2 separate regions of the Ovis aries genome follow, and region 1 is linked to region 2. Evidence: chromatin contacts called from public Hi-C data. All regions are on one chromosome and are shown on one strand. Each heading gives the region's core, a stretch centred on a gene start, on an enhancer-like site or on the middle of the called end of the contact. The rest is flanking DNA. Distances are from core to core; before and after follow the strand shown.

Region 1 (2,700 bases), core at 198-2,697, 140 kb after region 2:
CCTTCTGCAAAAATCCTTTCTTATTTCAAGCTCAGGCTTTGCGGGTGTCTTACTCTTTCTCCCTTCTCATCCCTGCCATCTGTTTGGCCTGCCGGCCAGGCCCCATCATTCACTGAAGGTGTCCCGTCACACTCTTTCCGTCCCCACTACCCTGCCAACCTTCTTCATGAGAGGAACATCCTTGGCAGCAGCCCGAACTGCACCCTGGCCTGCCCCACAGTCCCTTGAGTCATCACCTCCAAAGGTATTTTTCAACTTTACATCATACCTAGTCCTTGTCACCCCCAGGAACCGTAGCTCCTTCAGAACTCAAACTTTGAGTTCAGCCTTTGATCCACGTTTATGGGTCTTTTACTCTGGTTTTTCCTGGTGCTACAAACCTTTTATTTCATGAGCACTTTAAAATCTTACCCTCACTTTTCTAATCACCCAGGTATAAAACTACAGTTCATTGGTTGAATAGTCTCTGCTTTGCAAATATTCTCAGTCCCTTGACCTCTCCCCTGTCTTGCTCACTTGGTAAATTCTAGCCATGGTGGAACCCACATGATTCTGCCTTCTCCACTCCATCATGAGAACAGCTGAACTTTGTGTAAAAAAAAATCACAAATCCTGGCTACCGTCTTTGCTCTAAAAATCACAGCTGTTATCCCCACAGGAGCCCTAGGCAGGGGGAGGGTGCTGATGCCTGTGTTCCCCTTCACTGCTGAGTGCAGTGGGCACAGGGTGCCCTTCTCCGCACCCTGAGATTACTATTCCATAGTTTCCTTCTTGCTCACAACTTCCCCACCCTCCCCTCTCCCACACTCTCTGTTGGTGAGCTCCTGCTTACGGAGAAAATGTAAGGCATCAGGCAAAAATGCTCTCAATTTCCCATCAGCCAATCTGTCAGTCTTTATTTTTACCCACCTTTTCCTTTTCCCTTTTGTGATGAAGAATGCATTTCACCTCTAGCACAAATCGAAGCCTTCCACTGCTGGCCTGAGCGCCCTTCCTTTTTGCTCACCCTAAGTATTCACTACTTCAGTTTCCTTTCTCTGTCCCTCATTACAGATCTTTCTGGAGGGAAATCTATTGCTTTAAATGCTTATATTAGGGACTTCTGTGGTGGTCCAGTGGCTGAGACTCTGAGCTCTGAATGCAGGGAGCACAGGGGCTGGATCCCCAGTCAGGGAACTAAGATCCCACAAGCTGCAACTAAAAAGCCTGCATGCCACAACTAAACCCAGCGCAGCCAAACAAATAAGTTTTTTTTTTTTTTAAGAGTCTTCTAAATAAACGCTTATATAAGACATGAAGAAAGGTCTTGTGCACTGTAAGGCAATTGAGGAGAAAAAGAGTGAGCCGGGCAGTCAGGCAAGAAAAATAATTTTATTAGAGGGAAAATGAGAGGGTGACTGGCCCTTGAGAAGAACCAGTGTCCCTTTTTCTGACGAGGTCTCTGAAGGGATGGTTAATTTTTAGCCTGTAGCTGAGTCCTATGATTACATAGCTGGAGGTCTGGAATCTAGCTTTGAGAAGGTAGACGCCAGCGGGTAAACAAAGTTGTTTGGGCAATTTGGTCAGTCTCAAGGGTCACTGTGACTTTATTCTTTGTTTGCAAGGTCAACATAATGAGCCATTTCAACCATGAGCCCCCCACTGAGGCTCTATCACCCACTTTCAGAAATTACATAAAGACTTGGAAAATAGACTGAAAATAAGTATAAGGATAGGAATAATTGAGGTAAGAGCAGAAAACAATGAAATTGGAAAACAATAAAGCGGAAAGTTAGATCTTTCGATCAAAAGATTAACAAAATTCTTAAATCCCCAAACAAGACTGATTAAGAAAAAAGAGAGAATGACTCTTAATCATTAATGATTAATTAATGACAATCAATATCAGACATAAGAGTGGGATTATCATTACAGATTGTATAATTATCAAAAGAATTAAAAGGGGATGCTGTGAATAGCTTGAAGTCAACAAAACTGACAACGCAGATGAAATGGGCCAGTTCCTTGAAAAACTCTTAATCAACGAATCTGACACAAACCAGCCTTCTATCTACCAAAAAGCCTAAACTGATTCCCTAAAATCTCGACATAGGGAAAACTTCAGTCCCAAGTGGCTTCACCATAAAATTTCATCGAATACTCAAGGAAGAAATAAGACCAAATTTATACAACTTATTTCAGAAAAGAGGAATGAGCTACTTTTGGAGACAACAAAGGAGCAAAAAAGTCAGGCAAAAAAATGGCTTGATGATGTTATTTAGATGAAGTTCTAGAATAATTAAAATGAATTAATGGAAATGAATCCATGGAAAGAGCGTAGGAGAAGGAGGGCCAGAGCTTCTGGCCAAGCTCTGGCCCCAGCAGAAGTGGCCTGGACTTTGTTTCAGGCATAAAGGGAGGCCCTTGCATGGGGGTGGAGGGGTCAGCAGTGGAGCACAATCTGATTGATGTTTTTAAATCACTGTGGAGGGTGGGTGGTAGAGGCCTGAGAGTGGAGGCAGGGAGGCCAGAGAGGAGGCTGTTCCATTGGAGATGTTCAGACCAGCATTTGGTACATAACAAGCACTCATGAAATTAGCAACTTTGAGTCAGGGTCTGCAGCCCTTCTTTTTGAAAAAAGACATCAACCAGAAGGGTCAATTATCTGATTAGGACATCTACCTGTGAAAATCAGGTCTTCCGGTTCTCTGTCACAGAGAT
Region 2 (2,700 bases), core at 72-2,571:
ATGAGGGATGAATTTAGGAAGTCTTGGGGTTTCCCGTGCAGAAGTGGGCAGAGACCAAAAGCCAGGTGGGCTCAGTCCTGTTGGTGTCTTAGATAAGAAGGGAAGGGGGCAGGGAGCCCTGGGATTCCCTGCAGGTCAGCTGGGTGTGAGCCAGGCTGGGTGGAGGGTGATATTGTCTGGACAGTACAGAATTCCGAGGCTCCCTCTTCACTGCTGCCGGTGGATGTTGTGAGCGTGGTTCACAGCTTTGTCCCTGGTGTCTAGCATCGCGCTTGGCCTGAGGGGAAGCCTCTACATCCTTGCTCAAGAGATGAAACATGCTTCTGGGGATCAGCTCATGAGTTTTCCCACCAGCCCAGCCTCTTCCAACCCCTCACACTACCTTCTCGGAAGCCCATGTAATCCCCTGTTCAGATTCCCTCTGAATCGCACCAAGCATCTCAGCGAGGCTCTGTACCTGTGATTGTGTTGCTGTTGACTAGCTGACTCGCAGCTCACCTCACTCAGAGCTGAGACAAAAGGTGTCATATGATGTTCCTAAAGCTGCGTCTCTTTTTGCCTGAGCAGATGCAACTGCTGCAGAATTACCAGATATGTTAGGTGGTGGTTTAGTTGCTAAGTCGTGCCCAACTCTTTGCTACCCCAGGGACTGTAGCCTGCCGGGTTCCTCTGTCCATGGGATTTTCCAGGCAAGAATCCTGGAGTGGATTGCCATTTCCTCCTCCAGGGGATTTTCCAGGGCCAGGAACTGAACCCGCGTCTCCTGCAGTGCAAGTGGATTCTTTACTGACTCAGTCACCAGGGAAGCCCCAAGGTTGTTAGAGTCAAGGCCACAAGGACTTGTTGAGCGACACTGTTTCATCAGGGGACAGACAGTTCCTCTTCTCCTTGATTCAGTGCTCATGACTGCGGCAGACATGAAGTCCTCCTGATGCCACCCTGCCCACACCCCCTCATAGCTGTCTGCTCTTGGGTTCACTCTGATGAGCTCGTCGAAGTCCTGGGTCCTTGAGGCCAGTGGTGCTGTGGACACTAATCCAAGGGTTCACAATGGGTGGAAAATTACCCACAGGCCCATGCTATTAGCCTGTCATAGTAGTTTACCAATCAGGAAATTTCATGTAAATTTTCGGACTTCTGCCTTTTTTTCTTTTTGAAAATCGGGAGACCCAGCCACAAGGGCTTTGGGATCCTACATGGCAACCGTTGGCTGGAGTGGAGTCACGGCGCCCCCTGCAGGCAGAGCACAGGCTCTCCGGGTCACAGGGCACCCCTCCACGTGAGGTCCTTGGGGCTCAAACATTTCTACTATGGGTCTGCTTCTCCTATGGGCCCTGGCATTCATAACCTCGGCTGCCCAACCTGGGTACAGGGACGTCTGAGGGCATGGGCAGAGGATAAAGTAATCTGTGAATGATTAATGAGTGTGTGGAATGTTGACAAGGCCAGTGAACAGCACCCGACTCTTCCTGGCTATTTGTGAGTAAACAACTTACATAATCTCTCTCTCTAAAAAAAGAGAAACCGCGAAGACCTAACTAATTGACATTTTCTGGTCTTCCTGGAAATTTAAAAACTGCAGTCAGAAGCATGGGAAACTATGGCTTCAATCTTTACCTTGTGCTTTTGGATTCTGTGGTTAGCAATGTAGAAAAATGCCAGATTCTTTCCCAAGATGGTGGAGCATTTCACAGCTCCCTTGTTCTTTCATGCTGTTGCAACACCAATTATCACCTGCCGGACGCTTCATGGAGCCTCTGTGTGTGTGTGTGTTGTCACTCAGAGCTTGCTCGAAAAAGTAGTGGAATTTTGCATTTTTTATGACAGCAGTGTAAAAAATTGAACAGTCTTATAACACAGGCTTTTTTTTTTTTAATCTCCCAAGAACAGTTCAGCCCCTGGCCAGCTGGGCTCTTCAGCAAGTTATTTAACCTCCCCGCACCTCGGTTTTCAACCATGTACATCTGAGAGGAAAGGTTTTATCTCAAAATGGTTGTCTGAGGGTTAAATCTGACATTCTAGCGCTTCCCTGTTGGCTCAGCAGTAAAGAATCTGCCAGCAGTGCAGGAGATGCAGGAGACACAGGTTCAATCCCTGGTTCGGCAAGATCCCCTAGAGAAGGAAACGGCAACCCACTCCAATATTCTTGCCCGGGAAATCCCACGGACAGAGGAGCCTGGGGGGCCACAGTCCATGGGGATGGGATGCAAAAGAGTTGGACACGACTTAGCGACTAAGCCACCACCACCAGTCTAATGTGGAAGTGCCTGGCCCAGAGTCCCGCACTGAGAAGGCACTAAGAGAGTCTTTCTGTTCAGGGCATTTACAGGAAAAGCCCCTGAGCAAAGTAGGAATCCCGGGGAATGCCGACGCAAATAAACCCCAGAAGCCCAGACTCAGAACAGTGGTCTCAGAGATGCGGAGACTGCGGTGCTGCCTGACTGAAGAGGCACAGACCAGAGCGATGGTGGGTGTGTGCCTGCAGGTGTACGTTACCAACCTGAGAGGCTGCTTTCCTTTAAGACCCAGGTTCATAACATCCCTGCTCAAAGCAGGCATTTTCCCCAGGGGGACAAGGGAAGAAAAATCCTTTGGCCACAGCTCTCTGACTCTGACGTCTATCGCCTGGGGCCATTTCCCCAGGGAGGTGGGCCAATTGGCTTGGATTTTCTAAAACTGCCCAGACCCCCGCTTCCCCAG

The links. A called contact is a pair of places that touch in the nucleus more often than the background predicts.
Region 1: a Hi-C map of liver shows a contact between it and region 2, with 4 times the contacts expected there. The contact joins two enhancer-like sites. A contact is called at or near these places in 2 of 16 Hi-C or Micro-C datasets (liver and mixed tissues).

What each region holds. Positions count from the first base shown.
Region 1 is chr11:29,741,329-29,744,028 of ARS-UI_Ramb_v3.0, forward strand. No RefSeq gene overlaps it. Among named protein-coding and RNA genes, the nearest start is that of SHISA6, 95 kb to the right of the region's middle. Within about 2 kb of position 1,448, at least 2 of the 54 cell types and tissues checked have an H3K27ac peak or open chromatin away from gene starts, as enhancers often do. A contact at or near this core is called in liver, where this site is marked.
Region 2 is chr11:29,606,315-29,609,014 of ARS-UI_Ramb_v3.0, forward strand. No RefSeq gene overlaps it. Among named protein-coding and RNA genes, the nearest start is that of PIRT, 38 kb to the left of the region's middle. Within about 2 kb of position 1,322, at least 2 of the 54 cell types and tissues checked have an H3K27ac peak or open chromatin away from gene starts, as enhancers often do. A contact at or near this core is called in liver, where this site is marked.